Linked DNA regions of Bos taurus: region 1 is linked to region 2. Evidence: chromatin contacts called from public Hi-C data. All regions are on one chromosome and are shown on one strand. The core of a region is the stretch at or near the end of the contact, and the rest is flanking DNA. Distances in the headings are between cores, read along the strand shown. Region 1 overlaps PARN (poly(A)-specific ribonuclease). Region 2 overlaps LOC100849865 (a long non-coding RNA gene).

Evidence for each region. Hi-C and Micro-C count contacts between places; a contact is called where the count stands out from the background.
Region 1: a Hi-C map of liver shows a contact between it and region 2, with 2.0 times the contacts expected there. The contact joins two enhancer-like sites. A contact is called at or near these places in 3 of 11 Hi-C or Micro-C datasets (liver, skeletal muscle and skin fibroblasts).

What each region holds. Positions count from the first base shown.
Region 1 is chr25:13,454,820-13,461,767 of ARS-UCD2.0, forward strand. All of the region lies in intron 21 of PARN (poly(A)-specific ribonuclease), which reads right to left. Among named protein-coding and RNA genes, the nearest start is that of PARN, 84 kb to the right of the region's middle. Within about 2 kb of position 2,327, at least 11 of the 102 cell types and tissues checked have an H3K27ac peak or open chromatin away from gene starts, as enhancers often do. A contact at or near this core is called in liver, where this site is marked.
Region 2 is chr25:13,251,119-13,258,474 of ARS-UCD2.0, forward strand. All of the region lies in intron 1 of LOC100849865 (a long non-coding RNA gene), which reads left to right. It overlaps MIR365-1 (microRNA mir-365-1), which reads left to right and starts at 2,466; the gene lies at 2,466-2,552. Within about 2 kb of position 6,098, at least 3 of the 102 cell types and tissues checked have an H3K27ac peak or open chromatin away from gene starts, as enhancers often do. A contact at or near this core is called in liver, where this site is marked.

The sequences.
Region 1 (6,948 bases), core at 1,077-3,576, 200 kb after region 2:
CAAAACCACTAGTAGGACCTTAAAAAAAAAAAAAAAAAAAAGTCAATTATAAACTTACAGATCAGGCAAAGGAAAAGAATGAGTAAAAAAATAAAGGATCAGAACCACATATTTACAACCTTGATTTGCCCATATGCTACCCCATACTTCCCAACTGGAAAACTGCACTTTCCTTTCAAACACAATTGGAATATTTGTAAAAAGTGACCAGGTCACAGAGCAACACTTGACAAATATCATGGACTATCCTTCCAATTCAGGAGCCTCAAGAGACACGGGTTCAGTCCCTGGGCTGGAAAGATCCCCTGGAGGAGGAAATGGCAACCCACTCCAGTATTCTTGCCAGGAGAATCCCATGGATAGAGGCCATGGGGTTGCAAAGAGGAGGACACAACTGAACAACCGAGCATGATCTTAACCACATTTCCTGACGTGAAGTCACAGAACCAGAAATGCTCTGGTGGGGATGGAGGTGCAGGCAACAATAATCTCCACTTTTTGCCCCTTTCCTCTCAATACAGAGAATCTGCCCTCCCAATAACCTAAAGTTAATATTGTATATGTGTAGAGAGTGAGCTCTACTGAGGAAAAATTATACATTTCTGAAGAACGTGGAATGATTGTGCCACTTAATATCAAAGACACAGAAACAGCTAACTGCACGGCCAGAGGGAACCTGCTTGTGTCTGCATGCCTCCAGGGAGCAATGCGAGGATTAGGGAGATAAAGGACTAAGTCATTCAAGGGAGCCCAGATGCAACACAGGGGCTGATTGTAGCCTGTGAGTTTTATTTAAATTCTCTTTCTCCTTAGCCTAACACACTGAAAACATTTCATGAGCTGTTGTCTTCCCAAGGCAACTGCCTAGTTATGAATTCTCTGTTTGGTTTTGTTTTTCCTTATCAGAAAGGAAGCTCTAAAAGAAGAGCTGAGGCTTGAAGACAAACTAGTATATTATCAGACTCCTGGTCCACCCCGAGCAGTTTAGAGAATCACGATTCATTACCAGCTACACGTTCCTGTCCCAAACATGAATTATGAAAAAAGATCTTGACTCCAAGGGGCAGCTGTTCACTGCTGCTGCTAAATTGAGGCATTAGGAGTATTCGATTTACCAAGACAAGGAGACAAAGATCAAGCTCTAACATAATCACTTTTCAAAATGCTTGCAAGCATTTACAAGGTAGGGGAAGGACTAGACTAGGAGGGATGCGTACATGCTAAGTCACTTCAGTCGTGTCCGACTCTCTGTGACCCCATGGACTGGAGCCTGCCAGACTCCTCTGTCCATGGGGATCCTCCAGGCAAGAATAATGGCTGCCATTTCCTCCTCGAGGGGATCTTCCCAACCCAGGGATCCTGTGACTTCTGCATTGCAGGTGGATTCTTCACCACTGAGCCACCAGGAAAGCCTAGGAGGGATAAAGTTCCCTTTACTCAAATTAGAAATCTAACAAAAATTTAGAGAAAAGTCTTTAAATGTACCTAAAATACTTTACCGAAAACATTTTATCTCCACTTACATATAATTTTCCAAACAGTATTCCATTAAAATGTTTCCATAGTAATACTAAAAATGACTACCAACTGCTTGTAAAAATTTCTCTAAGGAGTTAACATCAACAAAATATAACCATCGCTGCCATTCCGATCCTGCCCTGTGGTGTTTGTCTGTATCTTTCCTCATTCGGATCCATTAAATCTTTTTATTACCAGACAACATAGCAGAATTTTATACATATGTGTAAAAACTGCAACTCTTACTTTATTCGTACATCAAAATGAATCTCTCCTTTAAATGCAGCCCAACACAGTACACATTATGGCAAGGAAGGCAGGTCCCTCCAATTAATTCTCAGTAATTTCATGAGAAAGAGGAGAATTTAAACAATAACAGATTTTTAAAAACAGTCTATGACAGATATTTTCAGGACAAACACTACTAGCACTACTTTAAAAAACACATATGCACACATGGGGGTCGCAAATGAAGTAGTTCCTTGTTTCTGTTGGTCTGAAGTTATCCAGAAGACTCGGAGGTAACCTCACTGCGGAATTTCAATTGAAAGATCTCTCAGGAAAACACACAGATTAAGTTCCTATGCCTTGCCTCTCTTACTAAATGTGACCCTCCACAGATGAGGAAGTAAATGCACCAGTGGATAAAGGCTATTCTCTGCCAAGAAGTGAAACAGATGACCCCCACCCATCTGCGAGATAAGGATGTGTCTGGGAAGTGCAGGAAGCCATGTCTGAAGTTGTCCAAGACCTGTCAGTTTCAATACTTAATACTGATACAGTCCCGTCAACACAGCGGTCACAGAAGGGACAAATCCTCCCAGCCAGCGAGGCGGGGCATCCATCACTCTCAGACGGGTAGGGTGCACACACCCCACCCACAAGAAAAGTCAAGAGTGGCTGTGTGTGCAACAAGCTCCCAGGCAGGTACGCGAAGGCAGCAACGTGCCAGCCGAGCGTGTGTCGGGGCACAGCCTGCCCACCACACCCACTGCCGCCTGTCTGCACGGCCGCTCAGCCGTGAAGGCATCCCACGTGCCACGCGGCCGGTCAGAGCTGCTCAGTGAGTCCGGGGATCTGATGAGCCTAAGACTTACAAGTGACACTTTAATTATGGGCTCCACTCAGGGAAGACCGGACTCCGTGTTCTGTGTACAGAGGCGAACAGAAAGATTGTGTAATGGGACAGCAAGTCCCCTTTCAACCAAATCTGCCGCACGTTACTTTCTCTAAGTACCTAGCAAAGGGATTAAGTGAGTCTTCCACAGTCTTTTACTCTTCTCCCACCCCAGGCCCCTTCCCTTCTAAAAGGGACCAACATGCAAGCTAAATTCTGCAGATATGAAGAGGCTGGCAAGGTGAACCACACATCCAGGTTTTCTCAAACCTCACCACACAACAAAAAAAGTGAGGTGGAAATCCACAAGAGGATTCATCTGCAGAACTACGGTGTCAGAAAAAAGAAAAAAGAAAGACAAATCATCTTCAATAAAAGTCAAATGCAAGAGTTGTAGGAATTACAGGCACAGATGTCCAACATACAATCTCGATCCTTTAGCTATACAGCCATAAGATCAAATGCCCAAAATCACAATACTCTGAGGAGATGGCTCCTGGTAACCCAGCTCACTACATGAAGCTCCTCGGTGTCCATCCACCTAATGACCCAGCACTCAGGGTGTCCCTGTGCCAGGTACCACCCAGGTCACCACTGGTGAGGCTGGGCCCCCTGCAGCAAGCCCATCTCTGCGGCAGGGCTCCTGTTAGGCAGGAACCAAAACCTCTCACAGCTCTCCTTGAAAAACAAGTAGGCAGCCCAGAAATCCTTTTTCCCTAAGGGTGCTGCACGGAACATGCGGAGGAGAAAAGAAGGCAGAGATGAAAAGAGTCAAGTCTCATGTTTCCATAAGAATCCTCCAACACTGCCACCGCTCCCTGGGGGAGACCAGGGCCAGGTCCCTGTGAACCTTGGGCTTTCTTGAGCCAATCAACACACACGCTTGTCGTTCGTGTACTTCTGTGTAAAGATACCTTATTTAACACATGTTGCTGACTCACTACTACTGAACTGAGCAATAAGGGACTGTAACTCATGCCTGAATGCAGCTTCTCTCACTACAAGGCACATTGGTCTTGTCGTGCCAGGAATACAGACAGCACTTTGGCCCCATGCTGGGGCGGGGGCATTTCAAATGGCAAAAATCACCAACAGAAAGCACAAAAATGTGCAAAAAGTGGCAATAAATAGGCGGTGAAAAGGACCCTTGTTTACGGTATGAGCTGCACCGAGAAGCATCGCCTTGTTCAACCTCCACTGGGGACCGTGTGTGTCTGGAGAGTCACGTTTCTGCTGCTCTGCGCATGTCCGTGAATGACCACAAAAGCTCCCTGAGTGCTGATTTTGAGGTTGCAAAAAAATTTTAACGAGTAGGTGAATTCACAAACACAGAATCTGTGCATGATGAGGACTGACTGTACTTTTAAGACCATGCCCAAACCAGCCTCCCGAACTGACTCTGGGAATAAATCCGTAGACCAACCTTATAGCAATCTTACTGACTTCTGGGTCTGTAGGGTCCTCGGATTACTTGCCAAGCTCCTGAAAAGCTGACCTCTGTTAACAGGAAGGGGCTCCAGGAGCTAGTGCAATGGGGCCCCCTTGTAGGCTCCAGGGGAAACCCCTAACTACAAAGTGGGTAAATGAGGAATTAGAACAGCAAGGCAGGGAGCCACAGGTAAGAAAGGGACAGACGATGAAAAATCATTTTGGCAGCAGTTTTGGCCTCATGTTGAAAAGGTGCACATGGAGGGTACTTTTATCTGAAAGGTACATCATTCTGCAAGCTTTACACCAGTCTCCATGATGCGGCAATGCACACTTTTTATAGAATCAGTTCGGTAATATTTTAATGTCTGGATTTCTGAATGGGAAGGAACAGGGTAAGAAGTGCATGTTTGCTAACCAGCTAGCGTGAGACCATCACCTTTCTTACTGCCATCAATTCTTCCCGGCACTGAAAAGTATATTTTCTCATCTTGCTTTTACAGCTGACGGTTCAGAGAAGTTAAGTCAAGCACCCAAGATCACACAGCCAATTTTATTCCAAGTTCATCATCGCATCTGGGTTTCTTTCAAATGGTTACAGTAAGCTGGGTAATTCAATTAACTGTGTATCCAATGAATGAGAACAGTATTTCTGGCAAACCTGATTCAGGAGTTTTTCTCCAGGTACTCAGATCTTCTCCTAAAAGAGAGGAAATTTTCTCTCTGTGGAAACTTCTCTCCTATTCATAAATGTTCAAACCGAAGTATGGAAGACTGCACACAGATCAAACAGCAAATAACAGAAATCTTCACTCTGACTCTTAGAAGAATGGCACTTCACCCTGAGTGTGAAAGTGGCCCTGAGTAGGCACCTAAGGGAGATCCTGGTGGCAGGTTTCTCTAAGCTCCAGACTCTGAGGTTTTTGCTCCCGCAAATGCTGCCTAACTACTGCCGTACTGCATGGGGTTTACGCTGTGCAAACGGCACACTCTATCTGTCCACACTACTTAATGTGAATAAGCATTTAGATGACAGGTTTTACTAGGAGATGGAAAGGTGGATTAGTTGCCAGCACGACAGCACCACCTTCTGGTCGGTGACATGGAATGAAGACAAGACACAGAAAGTCACACCCGGATTTAAAAAGCATTTCAACAGTTTGGTAACTCAGAAGAGTGGCAAACTAGGAAACTTTAGTTTCCACAAAATCCAAATAATGTCAGTAGTAAACAAACACCCTCAAGGACCAATCCTGGAATAGAAGAAAATTTAACTGTAGCTCACTACTGGTCGACTTTCTACTTCTGGAAAGTCATGCCCAATCTCTCAGCTCTCCCACAGCATGTAACCCATTGTTCCTATAGGAAAGAAATAATAGGAAAGACAGGAAAGAAATTCCTTATCACGCAGGAAAGAAATGTGAGGAAAGAAATTTCTTAACATGTCATCACCCACGCTCACACCCACACACCTCTAGGTGCACAGAAAGGCTCTCCGGTGCTCACAATACAAAGTCGACATCTGATTGGACAGCAGTACCAGGAGCCCTCAGGATCTGGTCCTTTCCAACCATCTCTCCCACTGGTCCCAGCTGGCAGTGAGGGAGCATCACCCTCTTACAGGTTCAACAAGTTGTGGGACAGATGGAGGAATGGATGAAGACACAGTATCATCTTTAGGTTCCCCCAAAGCATGAGACTCCCTGTGCTGGAGACTGATGTTGGGTCTGAGGCCCAAACAGGGCTTCCTACCATGGCCAATGCCACCCCCTACAAAAAATTCAGACCAGGATCATCAGTTATGCCCCAATAAAATTAAAAGTTGAAAAAAAAAAAAAAAAAAGGAAATTCAGACCAGGTGACCCTCCCCCACCCCCACCCCACATCAGTGAAAAGACCTGACAATTGCTGGGAGCCTCTAAAATCTAAACTATTTCCTAATCTCAAGATTAGGAAGAGACCCTAGCAGCTGGTTTTCCAGGCCTGCCTTCTTCAATACAATGATCCCTCCCACTGGCCCGGGGATGTCAGCCTTTTCCTAATTTCACCATCAGCTGCCTTCAACGAGGAAGAGCGAGCAAGGGGGATGGAAAGGGGTGAGACGTTTTAGCCACAGTATCCCTCTCTGGGTTGAGAAGCATGGAGGTCTCCACCCGGTTCATGGAGACTTGAGTGAAGGAACGAGCCTTCCTGCCATCTGCTGTCCACACCGATCCCCAGCCCCGCTAGAGACAGGGAGCACCTGAGGACGCAGATCGCTGTCAGAGTCACCCTCACCTGCCAGAGGAGGGCTCTGCACACGGAAGAGGAGACTCTCCATTACATGGAAGCTTTGCTTATCTCCTAAACTGTCTGAATTCACTTTTTTGGCCATGACCTGCAACACTACATTTTTATTACAACCCAGTACACACACACACACTCCCACACGTACAGATTTATACCTAGAAAAAAGTTACATTAAAAAAAGCAAACCTATCATTATCACATGAGACTCACTCTGACATTTTCTAACTTTTTTCCTTTTATAAAAAATAGGCTGGTCACACTCAGTCACTAAAACGATTTCACAGCCCAGTGAGAGGGAGCCAGCCTGACAAACCCTGTCGTAAACATCCATTCTGCTGCCTACAGCTCCGCCTGAACCATTCTCTCTCTTCTCTGTTAACTCAGGATCAGCCCTCTTTCAAGAACCCCACTGAAGCCTCTTCTCAAAGCCTTCCCAACTCATCCCAGCAACCACCCCATATACCAAGGATGTAAAACGGCATATAACACTTGCCATCTGGATACCTTCTTTCACTCACCCATTCAATTATTCTCTCCTACCTTGACTCGCTTCAGTATCCTTTGTACAAATGTTTATATGTTTGTCCAAAGACGAG
Region 2 (7,356 bases), core at 4,848-7,347:
CTTTAGGCCTAGAGGTCAAGAAGACTTTTCAGTCAAAAGGGTGCATGTAGAAGACAGTTTGGAAGGAGTGGATTTGGGGTCCAAAATCCGCCCCCCCAACAAATCCTCTTTCCCAGCAACCTCCATTGTAGGGGGGCTGTGTAAATATTTACAAAAGTTTCAAGTTTCTGGTTTTACATCATCTTCGTGATATAAAACATTTGAGTTGAAGGAACCCCAAAGCAAACCCCTTTTCTCAGTGTCTCTGGAAAGGCTGCAGCACTAGCATGAATGGGGGGCACACCTTGAAAATGAAAACTTGTGTCGGTGTCCCAAGAAAGCCACTGGCGAAAGGCACTGGGAAGAGGGCGGCAAACTTAGCGTTTGCTGGAGTCTTGGGCCCAGACGGGGAGGGGAGAGCCCCGAGGTGGCTGCGCAGCACGGCGTGAAAATTTTCTGTGAGACGTGCTGAAAACCAGACTCCCTGGTTGGAATAACCTGTGAGATCAGTGCCTGGACCTGTTGGCATCTCTGCCCAAAAACAGCCTGGAGCGCCGCCAGCCCAGGCCTGAACGTGGCCTTGGAGCCACCACCAGAGCCCAAACAAGCCCCAGACAGGTGCTCAGGGGGGACTCTCCTGCTGGGGCCCTCAGGGAGGCACACAGCATTTCTTGGCTGGAAGGGCAGTGTCGGGTTGTGTGTGGGGGCAGGTAGGGGGGCTTAGGCTCTTGATAATAGCCTCCCCAGAGACTGTTCAGGGTTGACTGTCCCAGTTATCAGGTGGCCTCTGTGGAGGGCAGAACCCAACTTTGCTCAGAGCAGGCTAGTAGGTTCCAGGCCCGAGAGCGCTGAGTGTTCTCTCCGCCCTCCCTCCAGGCTGTGATCCTGCCATTCGGGGTGGGCCAAGGGGGACATGGCATGGGGCCAGCCCCAGAGCAGGGACACATCGAAGCTACCGTGCAAGCCACCCCATGTGGCTGTGTTTCAACGTGCCTTCTCCAGCCAGAGGCCGCCCCGTCCACCTGGGGTCCTGAGCCCTCTTGTTTCAATCTGAGTACAGGGAAAACCCACACCAGGAGGGCAAGGCTGCAGCCTGAAAGTGGGGAGAAGGCTATGGCAAGTCATCGAGGGGCAGGAGGGATCGAGGGGGGTAGATGAGGGGCCCTGCGCGTCTGAGCCAGCCCTCTGGGGGTCGGCAAAGAGAGAGAACTGGGTGGGCCCTGCGGGATAAAACATGCAGCAAAGAAGCCTTGGCACCGGGATGCCCCCTCTGGGGGGTGGTGCACCCTGCCCCGAGCCAGCCAATCCCACGGGCCTCCCATTTGGCCTCAGTAACTGGACTCCAGGCCACCAAAAGGCCCGTGGGTTCCTGATTGTATGTCTTCGAATGGCATTAAAAGGTCCAGACCAGGCACTCGTAGGCCAGGCCATATTTAGCTTCAGGTTCACTCGGAGAATATTTTAGGTGCCGTTTGAAAGGCGAGATCTGGGCCTGGTTGCCGGCTGTCACATGGCAAGTGTGGGATGGCTCCCTCACAGGCCTGACCGGGTGGGTGCTGATGGCCACGGATGCCTGAGTCCCTGCCAGAGCGTCAGGGCCACGCGACACGGTGCCAGGGAGCCAGGGAGCAGCTGGGTCGTGGGTTCTGTGTCCACAGGGCTTTTCGCCCCGTTTTTCGCTCTGATGGTGATAAGGCCACTTCCATTCACAGAACTCACAGAGGCTGTTTTCAGCCCCTTCTTCCCCGATGGCCCAGTACGATATGCCAGCTTGCTGAGCGAGCAACCGCCCCCTCCTGTGTCAGCAACAATGGAGTGGTTAACCCTTTCAAGGCTGGGGTAGGGGGGACCGGGTGCTGACTGGCTAGGGGGAGGGCCCTGTCCCCAGAGACCCTTGGAGATCACACATCCCAGGGAGCCCCTGCCCTTGATTTCTTGAGTCTGCACCGTGGACCTTTGCCATGGTTTTTCCACTCTGGCCCCATCAGTGATAACCACCAGGCTCCCTGACCCAAGCTCTCACCCTTCACTTGTTCATACAGCTCTGCAAATCCCTGCTTGCTAATATTTTCATCCGTGTTTCCGAGTTTATAACTTTCCACATCCCAAAGAAAGGAGAAATGGAAGGATCCGAGATTCACTCAGATTAGTAATGAGGGTTGGGAATAATAATCATTCATGGTCTGAGGGAGATGGCCCCAGGCTCCCTAGACTCACTTGACCTGAGGGACTGATCCTTATCACCTGCCCTGAAATCCCAGATCCTGGTTTTCTGGACATGGAGGAGGTGCATCTGTATGGAAACCGCTGTGTGGAGACCTAGTTAGCCAATTCTTAGCCTTTAGGGAGCCTGGGTGGAGCCACCGCCGTGCACCAGGGAAAGCGTCGGCTTGTCTCAAGTTTGCTGTAACTATCTGCATTTTTTCCTTTTTAGTTTTGGCTCTTGGGGTTCCAAGAGCCCTCACTTCCTGCCCAGCTGGTTGGTTACCGCAGGGAAAATGAGGGACTTTTGGGGGCAGATGTGTTTGCATTCCACTATCATAATGCCCCTAAAAATCCTTATTGCTCTTGCAGTATTCCTCGGGGGTCCTTGGGCCAGCCACGGCAGCTGAGTTTCTCCAGCAACTAAAAGAAGAGAGAAAGATGTCCCCCCCGCCCCCACCCCAAACTCTTTCTGGTCCCCGGGAGTGCTCCCCTCGTGGCATTGAGAACTGGTTGGTGATCACCACGGAAAATAAAAAAGATGCCATCCGCAGATGGTTGCTAAACACGCTTTTTGCCCTCCAGGGTCCGAATGTCGGAGATGAGGCTTGGGGAACGGGACAACTGCGGCTGCTGTCCGCGTGTGCTGTGGGGGTTCGTGGCGGGGGAGGTGGGGAAGAAACAAGTGTTACCTGTTTGACGAGGCTGGTTCACATTTAGCCTGGGCCTTCCAGCAGGGCCTCTGGGCTCCTCACCTTGGCAGAAGCCCTGGACAGTCATGACTGGCTCACCGGCTTCCCCGAATCAGCCCACTTTCCCACCCTCTGCCTCGGTTTCCTACCCTGGCAAGGGAGGGACCACCACCCCCGTGCTTCAGCCTGAAAGAGTTCTCACTTGTATCTGCCGTGTTATCGTGAGTTCAAGTGATAGGCTCAGAAGGCGCTGGGAAAGTGGGGACAGGCATTACACATGGAAGCTGTCTGTGCTGATACTAATACCCGCCGTGCACGCAGAGACAACTCAGACAGGAGCAGGACTGCGGTCCGACATACGCACAGGTTTCTGCAATCCTGGAATCAGGCAGCCCCAGCTCTGCAGCTCTTGCAGTGTGTCTCCCCCCCTAGGCAAGTGACTCAGCCTCTATGGACTTCCATTGCCTCTCACAGGAAACCCACGTTCTGGGATAGAAGTTTCTCAAGTCTGATAGGCACAGGATTTTAAGTGGTTCCTGGCTAGAGATGTAAATTATTCGAACAGGTATTTCTTTCGTACAGCTGATTTTTACTGTGGCAAGCGGTTGGCTTTCAGTTTAGGGTTCCGGGGAGGAGGACTTTTTTCTTTTTACATCAATTTCTTGCCTGGAGAATCCCCATGGACAGAGGAGCCTGGTGGGCTACACCCATGGGGTCACAAAGAGTTGGACATGACTGAGCGACCAAGCACAGTAAGCATGTAAGATAAAGAGGATGAGTTGCTTGCAAGGAAACATTCAAGCAAAGGCAAGTACAGGTGGCAGAATGGGGCAGGACTCGAGATGATCCTTTGTAAAGTTTCATATGCTTTTTCTTTTGTTCCTGGCTTGTGGGATCTTAGCTCCCAGATTAGGAATTGAACCCGGGCTCTCGGCAGTGAGCGCTCGGAGTCGTAACCACTGGGCCACCTAGGATGTCCCCATAGTCCACTTCTTCAGAATTTGTCTTAGGGATTTTCCGCACCTGTGGAGTTGGTATGCCACTTCCACCCTGTGGTGGGCTCCACCTGTGACAACCTGGGTGCCACGAGTCTCCCCCCGCCAACTCCTGCCCTGCGTGCCAACACCAGTGAGACGCTTCGGATCTCTGCCCCTACACCCACCCATAGCTCTGATTGGTCTCTTATTTTAGGATCTTGCTACCCCAGTGCCCTCTTTCCTGGCGAGGGCACCTCTCTGAGCCTCAGTTTTCTCTGTGAAATGGGGAGAATAGTTAGCCACCCCGCCTAGAGCAGTGTGAAGATCCAGAACTCAGTTGGGGAGCTCTGGTGGCTCACAAACAGGGCACAGCTCAGAAGGTGGTGGGCACCAGTGACCCTGGGATGGGCAGGGGCACAGCGGCACCCTTGGCCTGGAGGGGCACTCCTTGGACAGGCTGCTGCCTGGCCCGGCCATCCTCTCCCCGCCCACCCCCTGGGATGGGGAAACAGCGGGCACTGGGTCCCAGCCAGCAGGGGCGGGTCTGGTTTCACTTTCTGCTGTGTCATGGGGTGGGGGGTGGCATCGGGGCCCGGCTGGCCAGCTGGGGCGGGCACTGAGAGGCTGGCGGACAGCTGGGGCCCAGCTGCCAGAGCACAACCTGTGCCCTCGCCCTTCTGCCTGCTGGGCTGGGGGCTGGGGGCTGGGCCCCAGGGATTCCCTGTGAATGCCTCTTACCCACCCCTGCCCCAGTGGGAGAACCCCAAGTGAGAGAAGCCAGCAGGGTGTGAGATGGTTCTTCTAGCCATGAGATCTCCCCCAACCCAGACATGTTCTTTAGCCCACAGTCTTGAGGTTCCTGGAACTGCTGCTATTGATTCTGCATCAGAGTGCTCTGGTTGGATGCCTGCTTCCTGCTGCCTCCACTGGTGCATGCCTCCTGAGGGCCTACTGTGTGCTTGGCATGGTCCCCGGTGCCAGGGATGCCGTGGGAAGCAAGACGGCGCCTGCCCTCCTAGGGCTCCCGGTTGAGTGGTACGGCAAAATCAAAAGAGCAAGTAAAGAGAGAAAGAATCCCACATGGTGGGGACAGTTCCACACAGTCCGCTTCACGTCAGCATCTCAGGGAAGGGGCATGTGTACATGTGTGTGTGTGCACGTGTATGTGTCAGGGATGTGACGACTCCCGGAACACATAGGTCAGTTGAGAACACAGACCTGGGGGGCCAGGTGTCCCTGATTTGAATCTGGATTTTTCCACTGATGGGTGTGAAACCCAAACCAAATTTCTTCTCTTTGGGCCTGAATTTCTGTCTCTATAATGGTACCTACAGAGCAGGGCTGCATGGAGGATGAAATGAATATCCGTAAAGAACTAAAGACAGTCGCCTGGCATTGACCGTCTGCTAAGTCTCAGCCACTGTCTACTAACTAAGCATCATAAACACTCCCTGTCCTCACAGATGACATGAGGCCATCACTGCAGGCTGAGAGCAGCCATGATGCTGTTGAGCCCACTCTCCCCCACTCAGAGCTTTGCCTGCCTCTTCTCTCTAGCCGCACCAGCCTCAGGTAGGCCTTAGCATCTCTTTGTTCAGATGAGGACACGGAAGCTCAGGCAGGTGAAGAGATGTGTCCACGTGGACATATCCACGTGGACACATCTGTGTCCAGCTTAAAGCAGTCTGACCCTGGGTGTGGGGTCGGCTTCACAGTGTGGGCCCTGCTGGTTCAATGCTCCACTCTTGTCATTGAAATTCTGAATAATTTTGGGAACAAGGGGTTCACGTTTTCGTTTTGCAAATTACAAAGCCAGTCTTGCCCAGATCTGACTTCCTCCAAAGCCGGCCCTCTTAACTCCTACCATCAATCTCTCATAGATGGATGGTCCAGAACAGTTTTCCAGTTCATCATTACAGTGTTTAGTGTGGGACTGAAATCCTGGGGTGCATACAGGACTTACTGTGGGGCCAAATTGCCCTAGTTTTTGTTTGATTGTCTGGTGTCCCCATTAGAAGGAAGGCGGGGCAGCTGCCCAGGGCAGGGGGTGAATCATTCATTGCTGAATCCCCAGGGCCTGGCATGTACTAGCTGCTCAGTTAATAATTGTGAAATGAAGCAAATGAATGGCAGGCCGCTGGATCTCCTGAACTAAAACAGATTTAAATGACACTACCAAGAAAGCAGGTCAAAGTGGTGGCCATCCTGCCCTGGCTTCTGGACAGTCCCCTGAAGGGTGTGGAGGCAAAGGTCTCTTCCCTCCCCAGGCGGCAAACCTGAATGCCAATGCCTTGCAGCAGATTACTGTTTAAACAGGTTCTGGGACTTCCCTGGCAGTCCAGCAGTTAAGACTCCATGCTCCCACTGCAGGTGGGTTCCATCTCTGATTCAGGAATTAAGATCCTACATGCCACGTGGTATGGCCAGAAAAACCTAAAACAGGCTCTGGTGGGGACTTCAGAGGCAACACAACTGTTTAAAGAAAACATAGGCCTGGATCCCTGAGCACCAGTTATTGGAGAAGATACCATCTCAGCCAAAAGAATATTGTAATTCTGGGCAGGTTCAAGTCCCAGCCAAGGATCAGGGGGTACAGTTTCCTGGACTGCTAAATGAGAGTTTGGATTTGGGGGGGGGGTTCAAGTTCCTCTTTTCCTCAGAAATTAGAGTTTTTCTACATTCTTACAGTTCCAAATTTGCTCCCTTAAAAAAAAAAAAAAAAAACAACTTAGTTTTACTAACAAGCAAAGAATCATCTGAAAATCCTTTAAGAGATTTACAACAATAATTAATGTGTTTTGGGCGAGCTGTTTTCACAGGCTCGATCTCTATCGCTTCAGATAATCGGCATATGAAGTAGAAGTTACTGGTCTCATTTCTAAATAATATCGTAACTGCCAGCATACACTGAGTGTTTTATATGAGCTAAACTCTTCACATGTATGAAGTCTTGTTGCACGAGCAACATATCGGGAGGCACTGTTACTGCCTCTGGCTTCCTGATGAAGCAGCAAGCTTAGAGAGAGGAACTGACTTGTCCAAGGTCACACACCCAGTGTGTGATGAGCCAGAGTTCAAGCTGGAACCTTCCAGATCAGGCGTCAGCAAACTTCTTCTGGAAAGGGCCAGATACTAAATATTTTAGACTTTACAGGTCATACAATCCCTTGTCAGAGCTACTCCACTCTGCTGTTGTAACAAGAAAACAGCCAGAAGCATTAAGTAAATGAGTGGTCCTGGCTGCGTGTTCCAATAAAACTTTATTTACAAAATCAGGAAGTAGGGTGATTTTGGCCCCACAGACTGTATAGTTCACCTCCCCTCCGCGTTCCAGACCCTAACACCTGCCTTCCAGTTAGGAAGCACCTGGCCCTGGCCACATTCTTCCTCACCGTCTCTCCCTACCTGTGAGGCGACTCAGTCATGTCTCAGAACAGAGCCCGCTGGGCCTTGGGAGAGGGTCAGTTGGCCTCTCTTTCCTTGGGATTATGAAGCTCTTGGAATTT